Linked DNA regions of Mus musculus: regions 1, 2, 4 and 5 are each linked to region 3. A link is a contact called in public HiChIP or PLAC-seq and promoter capture Hi-C data. All regions are on one chromosome and are shown on one strand. The core of a region is the stretch at or near the end of the contact, and the rest is flanking DNA. Distances in the headings are between cores, read along the strand shown. Region 1 holds the start of Med16 (mediator complex subunit 16). Region 2 holds the start of Bsg (basigin). Region 3 holds the start of Cactin (cactin, spliceosome C complex subunit). Region 4 holds the start of Atp5d (ATP synthase, H+ transporting, mitochondrial F1 complex, delta subunit). Region 5 holds the start of Gpx4 (glutathione peroxidase 4).

What was found. Promoter capture Hi-C pulls out the DNA fragments that hold promoters and counts their contacts. HiChIP or PLAC-seq counts read pairs in DNA pulled down with a chosen protein or histone mark.
Region 1: a promoter capture Hi-C map of liver shows a contact between it and region 3, with 6 times the contacts expected there. The contact joins the promoter of Med16 here to the promoter of Cactin in region 3. A contact is called at or near these places in 6 of 39 promoter capture datasets (the C10 cell line, cranial neural crest, hippocampal neurons and 2 more), 1 of 115 datasets of contacts at active chromatin or transcription factors (pancreatic cancer cells) and 2 of 9 other capture datasets (adipose tissue and macrophages).
Region 2: a contact with region 3 is called in a FOXA1 HiChIP or PLAC-seq map of pancreatic cancer cells. The contact joins the promoter of Bsg here to the promoter of Cactin in region 3. A contact is called at or near these places in 2 of 39 promoter capture datasets (cranial neural crest and second pharyngeal arch cranial neural crest) and 1 of 115 datasets of contacts at active chromatin or transcription factors (pancreatic cancer cells).
Region 4: a contact with region 3 is called in a promoter capture Hi-C map of hippocampal neurons, with 3 times the contacts expected there. The contact joins the promoter of Atp5d here to the promoter of Cactin in region 3. A contact is called at or near these places in 4 of 39 promoter capture datasets (embryonic stem cells, hippocampal neurons and liver), 1 of 484 Hi-C or Micro-C datasets (B cells), 4 of 115 datasets of contacts at active chromatin or transcription factors (astrocytes, cardiomyocytes, kidney and 1 more) and 1 of 9 other capture datasets (liver).
Region 5: a promoter capture Hi-C map of liver shows a contact between it and region 3, with 6 times the contacts expected there. The contact joins the promoter of Gpx4 here to the promoter of Cactin in region 3. A contact is called at or near these places in 2 of 39 promoter capture datasets (cranial neural crest and liver), 1 of 484 Hi-C or Micro-C datasets (B cells), 1 of 115 datasets of contacts at active chromatin or transcription factors (pancreatic cancer cells) and 1 of 9 other capture datasets (liver).

The regions. Positions count from the first base shown.
Region 1 is chr10:79,907,660-79,910,359 of GRCm38.p6, forward strand. Med16 (mediator complex subunit 16) reads right to left here and starts at 1,279. Exons shown (of 15, transcript NM_198107.2): 1 at 1,159-1,279. The coding sequence starts at 1,236. R3hdm4 (R3H domain containing 4) reads right to left here. Exons shown (of 8, transcript NM_177994.5): 8 at 2,393-2,700. It overlaps Gm24019 (a small nuclear RNA gene), which reads left to right and starts at 1,536; the gene lies at 1,536-1,642.
Region 2 is chr10:79,703,008-79,705,707 of GRCm38.p6, forward strand. It overlaps Bsg (basigin), which reads left to right and starts at 1,351. Exons shown (of 8, transcript NM_009768.2): 1 at 1,351-1,577. The coding sequence starts at 1,511. Gm25794 (a small nuclear RNA gene) reads right to left here and starts at 583; the gene lies at 477-583.
Region 3 is chr10:81,319,683-81,322,382 of GRCm38.p6, forward strand. It overlaps Cactin (cactin, spliceosome C complex subunit), which reads left to right and starts at 1,421. Exons shown (of 9, transcript NM_027381.2): 1 at 1,421-1,764. The coding sequence starts at 1,529. It overlaps Pip5k1c (phosphatidylinositol-4-phosphate 5-kinase, type 1 gamma), which reads left to right. Exons shown (of 18, transcript NM_008844.3): 18 at 1-292.
Region 4 is chr10:80,140,921-80,143,620 of GRCm38.p6, forward strand. It overlaps Atp5d (ATP synthase, H+ transporting, mitochondrial F1 complex, delta subunit), which reads left to right and starts at 1,395. Exons shown (of 4, transcript NM_025313.2): 1 at 1,395-1,686. The coding sequence starts at 1,546.
Region 5 is chr10:80,052,290-80,054,989 of GRCm38.p6, forward strand. Gpx4 (glutathione peroxidase 4) reads left to right here and starts at 1,276. Exons shown (of 7, transcript NM_008162.4): 1 at 1,276-1,426; 2 at 2,225-2,319; 3 at 2,411-2,555; 4 at 2,679-2,700. The coding sequence starts at 1,343.

The DNA of each region.
Region 1 (2,700 bases), core at 29-2,528, 1.4 Mb before region 3:
GGGAAAAGGGAGGCAGTGCTCTATAGCAGCTCCCAGCTAAAGGGTGTCTAGAATGTTCTCCAGCGAGAGCCCTGCTATAAAATCCATGATGCCCCGCCTGGGGTCACTCCTCCCTAGGCAACCCAGATCAGCCTGAGCTCAGCCTACAAACGCTAAGCACCCTCCACACACACAACCGGGCCCACCCCTACCACTTCAGTCTGGGCCTCAGTCTACACTCTAGTTCAGTCTCCAAGCCTTGCCTGGGACCTAGTAGCTTAGACCCCGCAGCAGCCCATGCCACACAATACTCTCAACAAGTTAACATCCAAGGCTCAAATTCTGAGCCTTTTTTTGTTTTTTTTTTTTTGAGACAGGGTTTCTCTGTGTAGCCCTGGCTCTCCTGGAACTCACTCTGTAGACCAGGCTGGCCTCGAACTCTGAAATCCGCCTGCCTCTGCCTCCCAAGTGCTGGGATTAAAGGCGTGCGCCTGGCAAAAAGCCTGAGTCTTTTTTTTTTTCTTTTTGGTTTTTCGAGACAGGGTTTCTCTGTATAGCTCTGGCTGTCCTGGAACTCACGTTGTAGACCAGGCTGGCCTCGAACTCAGAAATCCGCAGCCTCTGCCTCCCAAATGCTGGGATTAAAGGCGTGAACCACCACACCCGGCTAAATCCTGAGTCTTAACACACACACCTCCACCACCTCCCGCCCAAGCTCGTTAAGCTCCACCCACATTGTCTAATCACCCTAGGCTCCGCCTCCAAACCAAACTGGTAAATTCAGCCTCAGTTTCTGCTCAGCTTGTGACTACTAGGTCACCTCTCTGCATCGATCTCAGATCTTTAGCACCCCCAACCCCGGCCCACCTTAGACTCCGCTCCCTAGGCCACATCCCTCTCTATCAGTCTTATTTCTTCAGACTCTGCCCCTCCATCCAACTTCTGAACTCAGGCCACGCCCCTCCCAGGGAGGCTCAGCCCCTCGGACCACGCCCCCTCCTCAACCCCGTCGCCTTAGGCTCCCCCTATTCACATCCCTCCCACAACGGCCTCTACCCAGCAAGCTTTGTTCCCAGGCCCGCCCTCTGACCCCGCAAGCCCCGCCCCTCGGCCTTCCGCTCGCGGTTTTAGCCTGAAACGCACCAGCCACGAGTCCCGTACCCCGCACGCCGTACTAACCTGTCCGCCCCGGGCGCCCAGTCGGCCCGGCGGCCGCGGTCCACACTCGCCCCAACGCCCGGGATCCGACGCCGCCATCTCTAGGCCCGCGCCGGCCCCCTCGCACAGACTTGTGGGAGAAGCTCGGCTACTCCCCTGCCCCGGTTAATTTGCATATAATATTTCCTAGTAACTATAGAGGCTTAATGTGCGATAAAAGACAGATAATCTGTTCTTTTTAATACTAGCTACATTTTACATGATAGGCTTGGATTTCTATAAGAGATACAAATACTAAATTATTATTTTAAAAAACAGCACAAAAGGAAACTCACCCTAACTGTAAAGTAATTGTGTGTTTTGAGACTATAAATATCCCTTGGAGAAAAGCCTTGTTTGTGCTCGCTTCGGCAGCACATATACTAAAATTGGAACGATACAGAGAAGATTAGCATGGCCCCTGCGCAAGGATGACACGCAAATTCGTGAAGCGTTCCATATTTTGTTCCTCAGAGGAACTGACAAGCACCCTAACATCCTATTGGAGGCTCACTCACGTTTTTTCTATTTTGTTTCTTGACAGCAGAGCTCGTTGCTCACTGTATAGCTCAGGTTGGCCTGACACTGATGAGGTTCTCCAGTGACTGCCTCTACCTACCTACTGGGATGACAGAGGTGTACCACCAAGCCACGGGCTCCTGTGTGAGTGTGTGTGTGTGTGTATAAGTGTGCCTTCCACAGTGCACGTAAGAGGACAAGGAGTTGGTTCTTGCTCTCAGATCATCAAGCTTGGCGGCAAGCACCTTAACGTGCTTAACCATTTTGCTGGCCCTCAAGTGACTGTTGTTTGAGGCAGGGTCTCACTGTATGGCCCTGGCTATGTAGACTAGCTGGCCTTGAACTCACAGAGATCCATCAGCCTCTGGCTCCTGAGTGCTAGGATTCAGAGGTGTCCAACAATGAGACCTGTCTACCACATGGCCCAGGCTGGCCTCAAAATCACTTGTCACTGGTCACCATGTGGTTTAAATGGTGCTGGGGATGGAACCCAGGGCTTTGAGCATGCTAACCAATTGCTTTCCCCATCGAACCCCAACCTGGCACCTCATCTTTAAGCATTTTACATGTTGTAAAATGAACTAATGTTATAGAGACTTTGAGGTTCCCCCGTGTCCAGCTTGCTAGCTCGTGCCCTCAGTGATCTCCCAGTCTCACCCACCCCCACCAAACCTAAAGACAAACACGGGGACAGGACTCGAGCACCAAGGCTTTATTAAAATCGTCCCTTTCCCCCAAGCTCAAAGAATCACACAGAAGGGGAAGGGAAGGAGGGCCAGGCCTGCTGAACATATAAGACCTCTGCAGTGACCACAGCTATGCTGAGCAGCAGAGGGGACAGGGGAGGGGACAGGGAACACAAGGTCAGAGGCTTCTGGCTGGAAGTCCTGGACCCCTGGCATAAGGAGAGGGGAGAAGGAGGAGGAGAGGACAGTCTGAAAGGCAGGCAGGGCCTAGGGAGCTGGGGACAAGATACACACATCACCAAAAAAAAAAAAAAAAAAA
Region 2 (2,700 bases), core at 101-2,600, 1.6 Mb before region 3:
GTCTGGAAAACACACACACACACACACACACACACACACACACACACACACTCACACACACACACACACACACAAATTATTTTATTTATGTGAGTACACTGTTGCTCTCTTCAGACACACCAGAACCTCATCTGTAATGGGCGTCAGATCCCATTACAGATGGCTGTGAGCCACCATGTGGTTGCTGGGAACTGAACTCAGGACCTCTGGAAGAGCAGTCGGTGCTCTTAGTCACTGAGTCATCTCTCTAGCACCCAAATAAATACTTTTTTTTTTTAAAGATTTATTTATTTATTATATGTAAGTACACTGTAGCTGTCTTCAGACACACCAGAAGAGGGCATCAGATCTCGTTACGGATGGTTGTGAGCCACCATGTGGTTGCTGGGATTTGAACTCCAGACCTTTGGAAGAGCAGTTGGGTGCTCTTACCCACTGAGCCATCTCACCAGCCCCTTTTTTTTTTTTTTTTTTTTTTTAATATTAAAGGCTTCACGAATTTTCGTGTCATCCTTGCGCAGGGGCCATGCTAATCTTCTCTGTATCGTTCCAATTTTAGTATATGTGCTGCCGAAGCGAGCACAAATAAATACATTTTTGAGATAGGACCTTACAACTTAGTCTAGAACTGGCTACGTAGCTAGAGCCCAAGCTGTCCTCAAAACTCAGATGCCTGCCTCGCCTCTGCCTCCCGATGTTGGGGTTAGAAGCCTGCGCCACAGTGCACGACCTTCAAATATAATTTGTTTTTGATTGGTTTGGTTTTATTCGGTTTTGGTTTTTTGATACAGGGTTTCTCTTGCAGCTCTGGCTGTCCTGGTGGTACACACTCTATAGATTAGGCTGTCCACCTGCTTTGTGTCTCCCGAGTGCTGGGATATAAAAGGCATGTGCCACCACCAACAGGCTGAAATGTAAGGGTTTTTTTGTTTTGGTTTGTTTGTTTGTTTGTTTGTTTGTTTGTTTGTTTGTTTTTGAAAAGGACAGCCGAGCATCGTGGGTCAGGCATTTACCCCAGCACTCCATCCAAAGGCAGAGGCAGGTGGATGTTTGAGTTCGAGGTCAGCTTGGTCTACAGAGTAAGTTTCAAGACAGCCAGGGCTACACAGAGAAACCCTGTCTCAAAAAGAGACAGAGGAGAGAGAGGGGGTAGAGAAGAGCGGGGATAGGGGAGAAAGGAGAGGGGAGGGGAAAGATTGGGGGTAAGGGAGGGGGGGAGAGAGGGAGAGCACGAGCGAGGCGAGAGCGCGCGCGCGCGAGCTCAAGGGCAGTCCAGGCTCCAGGCCCCACCCCCTCGAGGGTGTGGCCTGTGTGGTCACGTGCCAACGCTTCTCCACCCGCTCCGCTCCTGTAGCGCGAGCGGGAGCGGCGGACGCTGGGTACGTGCCTACTCCCTGTGTGCCTGGCGCCCCGCCCTGCGACGCCGCGTGCGTGCGTACGTGCGTGCCTGCGTGCGCGCGCCCCGCCCTTCTTATAGAGCCGCAGTGGGGCAGCTCCTGGACGAGGCGACATGGCGGCGGCGCTGCTGCTGGCGCTGGCCTTCACGCTCTTGAGCGGCCAAGGCGCCTGCGCGGCGGGTAAGAGCGGGGTGCTGGGACCGGGCTGGGGTCACGGACTTAAGGTGAGCCTCCGATTTCGGGGACTCGGTGGTTCCCTACTCGGGCTCGAGGCTTGGAGATTGTGGAGGAGTAACAGTGGCTGTGGGTGACCCTCGAGTTGAACCTAGCCTCGACTGGGCATCGAGGTGGAGGGGAGTGATCTTAGAGATGAGGCCCTGGAGAGACAAATCAAAGGTTAGGACTCTGGGGGAGACGTCCTAAGGTTGTGGGAACCGGAGGTGGAAGGAGCCGCCACCTTGTGGTGGTCCCCACCAGGACATGGGCTGGAAGGTAATTTGGATGGATTTGGATTACAGAAGTGAATGGGATGACCCCAGATTTTGGTCAGCTGGAGATGGAAGGAGCCGCTTCCCTAACTGTCCCAGCTCCCGGAATAGGGCTGGGACGTGACCCTGAAGGTTTGGGGATACAACAATGACTATAATTGGCTTAGGTTTTGGGGAGTTAGGGAAGGTGTGGGAAGAGGTGACCCTGACGCTGGAAGACAGTAAGGCTCTGGGGCAACATCTCCAACGTGAGTGAGGGCGTCCGTGGCCAGGGAGCTGTCTGGACCATCTTGGTGTCTCCACCTGCGTACCAGGGCTGGAACGGAACCCTAGTAATTTACCTCCTCCTGGTGTTGGGGCCTGGGAGAGTGAAGATAAAAGAAGTCAGCACGTTGAGGGTTCCACACCTGAGAGACAGGGCTGGAAAGTAACCATGGGCCAGAGGGACATCTGGCAGGACATCTGAGAGAGGTTTGTGGGACCTGGGGTGAGGGACAGCAGTGTTGCAGGTGGCTTCCTCCAGGATTGGAGAGATCTGGGGACTAAAGAAGCTGCCACCTTGGGGAGATCCCAAATTTGGAAGACCTGGGAGTCGAAGGAACTGCAGTCTTGGTGTCCCCACTCAGGGAACAGAGTGAGGGTCACAGTCCCTAATTTAGGAGGGCATGGAGTTAGAGAGGTCTGTTACTTTAGTGTTACCATCTGGGCAAGGGGAGGATGCGAAATAGACTTTCCTACAAAGGCTGTCTCCAAGGTTTGGGGTCACTAGGGGGACTAGAGTAGGAGGAGCTACCATTTCAGGGTGTCCATACTTG
Region 3 (2,700 bases), core at 171-2,670:
ACTCTCCGGTGGTTAAAAATCGCATCGCACATCCTCCCCCCAATCCTGTTTTTATTGTTGAATCCATTCTGTAAACTACAAACCTCGTGTGTCTTACTCATCAGGACTTGGGATCCCTCGTCCTCAGCCTATGTGGTCTGGTGTTTGACAATCCAAGCACAGTGTCCTCTTGGCACCAACCAGAGGGGCCTGTCCCTCCAGCGCAGCCGGCAAATGTATGCAGTCCAGGTCCCCGCCCCACCTGTCACAGCCCCTCTTTTTGAGATCTGTAATAAATCTCTAATAAGAAACAGCTCCTCTCCGGTGACTTATGCGTGCGTGCGATGGGAGAGCAGGCGAAGGGTGGGCACCACGTGTTTTGTCTCCCCCGCTCTAAACCCTCCCTGGATCCCACATGATGAATCCCAATTCGCAGATGACTTCCTTTCTCCAAGCCTAAACTTCCCTATCCATAGATTAGCCACAAGTTGAGCGCAGTACGCAAGCTGGCGGGCGTAGTAGTACTCAGACTCGTCCTGGAGTCAGCCAGAGACTGTCTGTTCATGTCCTGTTGTTTTATTAGCTCGGAACCGGTTGCTACAAGGCTACCCTAGAAACCGAGGACTCCCGCGAGCGCTTGGGTCTCCGGGTTTCAATTTTTAGAAGTACACCGGGCCCTGCAGGTTTAAGTTCCGCCCACTCTAGCCACGCCCCTTTGACGTCCTTTTCCAAGCCCAGCAAGACCCCTAAGCGCAGTTTCTGGGTTCATTGGCCCCGCCCTCAGATCCAATGTGTCCATCTCGCCCCCAAGGTCCCGCCCACCGCCGCTCTACTTCCTCCCACTCCTCAGTCGGCCACTCTCGACTACATATCCTGCCCGTACCCATTCACAGTTCGTAGTTACAGATGTCAATCTTGCCTCAATCAGCCCCTCTTCCACCCTCTCAAATCCTGATATGCACTCCTCCGCCCATTGGTCTACGCCTGTCAATCTAGTTTACCAGACCCCGCCCACCCCGGCTCCCGTAACCGCCATTCTTGCGTTCCTTCTCAGGCCACGCCCAGCGCAGGTCCCCGGCCGGGTCTCCCGATCTACAGTTGTCGATCTCCGTAAGCCCCGCCTAACCCAGCCCTATTCTTTCCCCATAAGCTCCTCTACTAGGCTCCGCCCCTAGGGCACTGCCCATGCAAGTGCAGGCTCCGCCCACTAGGCGCCTCTTCCGCCCTGGAACAACCGCCTCGTAGCTCCGCCTCCCTAAGCACGCTACTCGCCGGTCACCTAGGGCGCGAGGGAGGGCCCACCTAGGTCAGTCTCCTTCACTGCATGAATGGAGCGTCAATCCGCTAGTTCTAACGGCGTCCCGTTAGGAATCTACTATGTGTTCCCAGCTTGAGAACTCCGGAGAAATCTCGGGTTATGTTGTCCCTGGAGTCCCGGTTAGAGGGAGTAAGTCATTCCCTGTGATCAGGCGCACTTTGGACAGTCCTTAGAGCGCCGCGCCAAAGGAAAGCCCCCGGCGCCAAGCTTCCTGGTTGTTTACGCGCGCGCATGCGCGGCGCGGGCCGCCAAATGGGTCGGGACTCTCGCTCGCGCTCACGGTCTGTGGGTCGCAGGGGTCGGAAGCAGCGGAGTCGAAGCCGGGGCCGGAGCCGCAGCCGGAGTCGGAGTCGGAGTCGGAGTCGGAGTCGGAGCCGGAGCCGGAGCCGGAGCCATGGGCGGAGCAGCCGAAGGCGACGGGAACACGAGCGGCGGCGCGAACGCAAGCGGCGCAGCCGAGGGCGCAGGTGAGCGTCCTGGGGGCTGCTCGGGCCTGGGAGCCGAGGGACAGGCGGGGCAGTATCCGAGATGCCGGGCTGCGCCGGGGCAAAGGAGACTTCCGGGGACCGCGGGCCATGAGCATAGGGGACCGAATGACTCCACTCGCCACCTCTGCATTCATAGACATTGTCTTGTCCCGGGCTGGCCTCCTGCGTCAGCCTCTGGAATGCTCGGGATTACAAGCCATTGCCTCACAGTTAAGGTTTTTTGCATTTCCTCATAGTTAATTCTGCTCAGTTGACAGCCCTTCTTCTCAACTGGCAGTACTTCTAACAAGTTGACCAAAGCCTAATCAGGACACCGTTCATACAGCACTGGAGATACAAGCCCGAACAGCCACATCTATCTTTTACTGTGGGTACTGGGGATTCGAACTCATGTCCTCAAAATACTACCTGGTGGTATTCCTCTTTCGTGGTTCCTGGGCTGTCAGAGAGTCCATCTATTGGGCCTCTCGTCTGTCATTTCTCATCCCTTCTACCTGTCATCTCAGCAGGACTTGACGGCACTGTACACACCAGTAACCCCAACACTTAGGAGACAGATAAGAACCAGCCTGGCTGTAGAGGGAGTTCCCACCTGATAGCATTGTAGATGTCATATTTAAAATAAAACAAGCACTCAGAAAGCAGAGACAGGAGGGTCTCTGAGTTCCAGGACAGCCAGGGCTACACAGAGAAGCCAGCCCTGTCTCGAAAAAAATCAAAAATTAAAAGAAAATAAAAACTACATAAAAAAGAACTACTCCCTCACTTTTAACCTTCATTTCTCTTGCTGTATTGTCTGTTATGGCCCTGGGACTTGTGTAGCTCTACTATGAAGGACAGCCTAGCTCATGTGGGGAGCAATGTGATTTACAGGCCGGTGAGGCTAGAATTCTAGGCAAGTACCTCAGCACCTAG
Region 4 (2,700 bases), core at 145-2,644, 1.2 Mb before region 3:
GGGTATGGGTGTGTGTGTGTGTGTGTGTGTGTGTGTGTGTGTGTGTGTGTGTGTGCGCGCGCGCGTGTGTATCTGTTTAAGAGCTGGAGTAGGGAAGGGAATGGGGTTTCTAGCTGCCCACTGCCCAGGGAAACTGTCCAGATTATAGAGACTGGGAACTAGGTGTCTCTCATAGAGATTGATTAAGGCCAGGACTGCTGGCTTTTGAGCAGGTCTGCGTGCCAGAGTCTCTAGTTAGTAGAATAAGTTTGTAGTCTAGCTTGTAGTCTTGCATCTGCCAGGCTCTGGTTCAAGGGTGACCACGACCCTCTAGCTGCCAGCTGCTCCTCTAAGATCCAACAAAGCTAATGGCTTTCCTTCTGTTTGCCCCATCAAGCCTATGCCTGCATTTTCTGTGAACCTACGTGGTGGGGCATGGGGACCAAGAGCTGAGCGGAGGCCGGAACCTGCGTGAGTGCGGGGGCAGGGTGATGACGTCATGACCGAGAGCGAGGCTGCGCGGACAAGACTGGCGTCAGTGGGGCCCCTTGGCCGCCTGCGCACGGGCTCCTGCGTCAGTGGCACGCAGGGGCGGAGGCCCGCAGGGAGGGGACTGCGGAGAAGAGCGAGTACATCTCCAGGTTTCGCGCGCCCTCTGCCGCCATCCGGTGCACTTCTTTCCTGGCACGACCTCTCCCCAGCACGCACCGCAGCGGGCATCATGAAATTTAATTATTTATTTAGCAGCTTCTCATGATGTAGTCCTGGTTGGTCTCAAACTCATGGAGCCCCGCTTGAGTCTTCCTCCGGGGAGTTGGGATTAACTGCGCCTGGCATATGCATATATATATATGTGTGTGTGTGTGTGTGTGTGTGTGTGTGTGTGTGTGTGTTTCGAGATAGGATTTTTCTGTATAATCCTGGCTGTTGGCTGTCCTGGAACTCACTCTGTAGACCAGGCTGGTCTCAAACTCAGAAAGCCGCCTGCCTCTGCCTCCCAAGTGCTGGGAATAAAGGCACGCGCCACCACTGCCCATCTATATTTGATGCACTTTTGGAAATAGGTTGTTCCGAGTGCGGGGATTGCAAGAGTGTGTCACCGCACTCTACATTTTAATTCTTCTGTTCCAACACGTTACAGGTTTGCTTCTTCTGGGCCTCGAATGCTTGGCACCTGATATCAAGCCCATATCATTTCCGCGCAAACATTCCCCTCCTGAGGGAATATGTTCGTTTGCAGAAAGAACCGCATCCCAAGAACCCAGAGTCGTTTGCTGTTAGAAGGCGAAGAAAACTACAATTCCCAGAATGACCCACCCGGCATAGGAGGATCCCACTTCTAGGCATCACTGCAAGGGGTGGGGCCAAGGGAAAGTATACCTCCCAGAATGCTCAGCGCGTACTGCATCGCGCAGCCTTCGGAGAATCCTGTGCGCGTGCGTTCTTGTGGGAACTGCGCCTCCCAGAAGGCACCGCGCGTCGTCCTTCTCCCTCCCTGAAGGCCGCCTCGCTTGCCCAGTGTGTCGGCCGCCCGCGAAGCTAGAGTCCACTGACTTTTCCGCCACCATGTTGCCCGCCTCACTGCTTCGTCACCCGGGCCTGCGCCGCCTGATGCTTCAGGCGCGTACATACGCCGAGGCCGCCGCTGCACCTGCCCCCGCCGCCGGGCCCGGACAGATGTCCTTCACCTTTGCCTCCCCGACGCAGGTACGAACTCACATCCCCCAGACTCGTCAAGCCCCTGATCTGACCCGTGGAAGAGGTTCTCTTGTATTAGGTCATTTGTTTCATCCCCATGGGGCCCTGTGAACCTCCCCCCACCCCAGACCTCACCCCTGGATGGGGTCACCTGGACCCAGGGCTCGACCTCAGTGTTCACTGAAACTTCATGCTCCACCCCTAAGGGCGTCACCTGGACATAAGACTCCACCCTCTGGGAGGTGGATCACCTATATCTGGAACCCAGATTTTGCCTTCACAAACCCTTCTGTTTTGGGGTGTTCTAGGCTCTACACCTTGGTGGTGGTCACTCAGGCCCTGTCCTTGGGTGTTGTACCCGAGATTGATATGAACCCCAGGCTCTACTCAAGGCTTAGGTGGTGTCACTTGGAGCTAGGATGAACAATGGAGCACAGAGCAATGCCTTTGGGTTTTACATGGCTCACAGTTTCTACCCGTGGGGGATTCCCCAAGTCCCCAAGCTGTTGCCCAGATAGGGGTCACCAGTACCCAGACCTGGAGCTCTTGGAAATTGCCTGGACCCAGATCCTGAAGGAGATTTGGACTCAGAACAGAAGCCTGGCCACTGTTGGGGTCACCTGGGATTGACCGAAGCTCCTCATCCTGTTGGGTTTGCCTGGACCAAATATCCTTTTTTTTTTTTTTCTTTAAAGATTTACTTATTTATTGTATGTAAGTAAACTGTTTGTTTTCAGACAAACCAGAAGAGGGCATCAGTTCTCATTATGGGTGGTTGTGAGCCACCATGTGGTTGCTGAGATTTGAACTCAGGACCTTCGGAAGTGCTCTTACCCACTGAGCCATCTCTCCAGCCCTGGACCTAATATCCTTAATTGGATAGACCTTAGCCAAGGTTTTACCAACTTACAGCCATGCTATTTGTAAGCCTGGGTTGGTTTTACACTTTTGACTACCTCATAGCAACTTCCTGAGTGGTTGTGAGACAGCCTTTGGGTTTCTCAGAAACCCCATACCAGGGGC
Region 5 (2,700 bases), core at 26-2,525, 1.3 Mb before region 3:
ACAAGGCCATAGGTGAAGTTGCAGGAGGAACTGTTGGGCCTTCAGCTTCTCACTTAGGCCCCTAAGACCTGTGGCTTCTTTGATGTAGGCAGGGACCTCTGAGGACAATAGTAACTATTTATATGTCTCTTGCCACCTTGCTTTCCTGACACAGGGTTCACTGTAGCCTTGGCTGACCTGGAACTTGCTTACCAGACCAGGCTGCCCTCTAGGCTCCAAGGGCTGGGGCTAAGAGTGTGACCACTAGGCCCATCTCCATCTTGGTTTTGAGGCAGGTTCTCTCTCTGACCACGAGTACTTGGGTGACCTGACTTAGCTGCAGGGATGCTCCAGCCTCGGAATCGCAGGTTCTGGAATTACAAGAGCATCCTTGTGCACCAGATTGCGTGGGTGCTTCGATTGGGACATAGTCCTGTGTTTTCATGGCAATGGCTTTCTCACCAAGCCCTCTTATCACCCCCTCAAATCAACTTCACAGGAATCAATATCTACAGGTGACAAGATAGGGCCTGGTGTCATTGACCTATCTATCACCCTAGTACCTAGGAGTCTAAGGCAGGATTGCTGAGTTCTAAGACCGGCTGAACTGTAAAATTGGGGGTCGAGGGGGGGGGGAGAAGCTACATCTGGGGTTCGGGACTCAATGGGTTGAGAGCCCTCACTTGCATGCTGCAGGTTCTGGGTTCCATCCCTACACCTCATGGCAGCACACTTTTGCCATTCCATAGTTTAGGTTAGCCTGAGCTACAGGAGGCAACCTCTGATAAAGAAAATAGAAATGGAAGGGATGTGGGGATTGGCCGACACCGAGATCCCAGCACTCAGTAGGCTGAGGCTGGCGGTCCAGGGGTTCAAGGTCATCCTCTGCTATATAAACAGTCCAAGGCTAGCCTGGGTTACATGAGATTCTGTTTCCAGTAGAAAAAGGAGACTCCTGTACTTTCAAAGGGGCTCTTTAAGGGGATGACTTTGACACGCTTTCTATTCCCAGAGGTTCCCCAAAGCGCCCTGGCACCCTGCTCCGCTGCAGGCAACCTCGCGGATAACTGTCCACAGCCCTCCAACGCGTCGTCCGCGAGAACGCGGCTCCCGTTTCTCCCGCGTCCCTATCACTGGGCATGCGCAGTTGCTGATAACAACAAACTCGTAAGCCCAGCCCCGCCCAAGCCGTCCCTTCATTCAGGCTTCCCATTGGCTGCAGGGGCCTCGCGTCTTAGCGCAGGCGCATCTGACCAATAAGAGACGTCAGTGGGCGTGCCCGAGGGCGGGCAAGCCATACTCGGCCTCGCGCGTCCATTGGTCGGCTGCGTGAGGGGAGGAGCCGCTGGCTCCGGCCGCCGAGATGAGCTGGGGCCGTCTGAGCCGCTTACTTAAGCCAGCACTGCTGTGCGGGGCTCTGGCTGCGCCTGGTCTGGCAGGCACCATGGTGGGCTACTGGGAACTTGGAGGATCGCGGGTGGGGGCGGGGTTCGGAGTCGGGTCACCGTATCCAGGGTGGAGATCAGGGGTCGTGGGATCGGTTAGCTAGAGAAGGGGGCACCCAGGTGGGAAAGCGGAGCCTGATAGGCATCTCCGGGGTTGAACAAGGCTAGGCCTCGGCGCGGGAGGTCCTTGGGCGGTGAGAACCGGTGTCGGGGTCACCATAGCGGGCTCTGACCTGGTCACGCGCCCTGCCCGGCCTGGTGCGTCACAGTCGGCGGCGCCTTGGCTACCGGCTCTTTGTCCCCGCGCTGTGCTTGGGACGCACAGACCGGCGGGCATGGGCCGCGCGGCCGCCCGCAAGCGGGGACGCTGCAGACAGCGCGGCGGATCCCCGAGAGGCCGGCGACGCCGTGGACCTGGACGCCAAAGTCCTAGGAAACGCCCGGGCCCTCGGCGAAGGAAAGCGCGCGCGCGCCGCCGCAGGAGGGCGCGCCCTCGCCGGATGGAGCCCATTCCTGAACCTTTCAACCCGGGGCCTCTGCTGCAAGAGCCTCCCCAGTACTGCAACAGCTCCGAGTTCCTGGGCTTGGTGTGCGGCCAGGGATACCCCTGCCGTCCTCTTCCCTGGTAGCATATTCTAGGGGTGTCCACAGATCTTATCAGGACGACCTGAAAGGGGCGTACTTAATGGAAGGAACCTTGAGACTCCTCCACCTAGTGCCCCAGGACTTTCTTTCTTTGGCACCGGATTCTTCTCCCCTAGGGGACCTGGGTTAGGACACTCAGTTTTCCTGTTTTACAGTGTGCATCCCGCGATGATTGGCGCTGTGCGCGCTCCATGCACGAATTCTCAGCCAAGGACATCGACGGGCACATGGTCTGCCTGGATAAGTACAGGTGGGTTTCTAGTCATATGGGCGGTGTGCATGGCTGGTCTGAAAATGGGGATTTCCTGACTGGCTTCATTCCCACTCTTTCTCTCTCCCAGGGGTTTCGTGTGCATCGTCACCAACGTGGCCTCGCAATGAGGCAAAACTGACGTAAACTACACTCAGCTAGTCGATCTGCATGCCCGATATGCTGAGTGTGGTTTACGAATCCTGGCCTTCCCCTGCAACCAGTTTGGGAGGCAGGTGTGTGGCTGTTCCCCAGGCAATGCCCCTCATACGGGGTGGGGGTGGGGGGCTGTGTCAGTGTGTGTGTGTGTCTCAGTGTACAGTGTAGTGTATCTTCCAAGTAAATGTTGCTTCCTGCAGGAGCCAGGAAGTAATCAAGAAA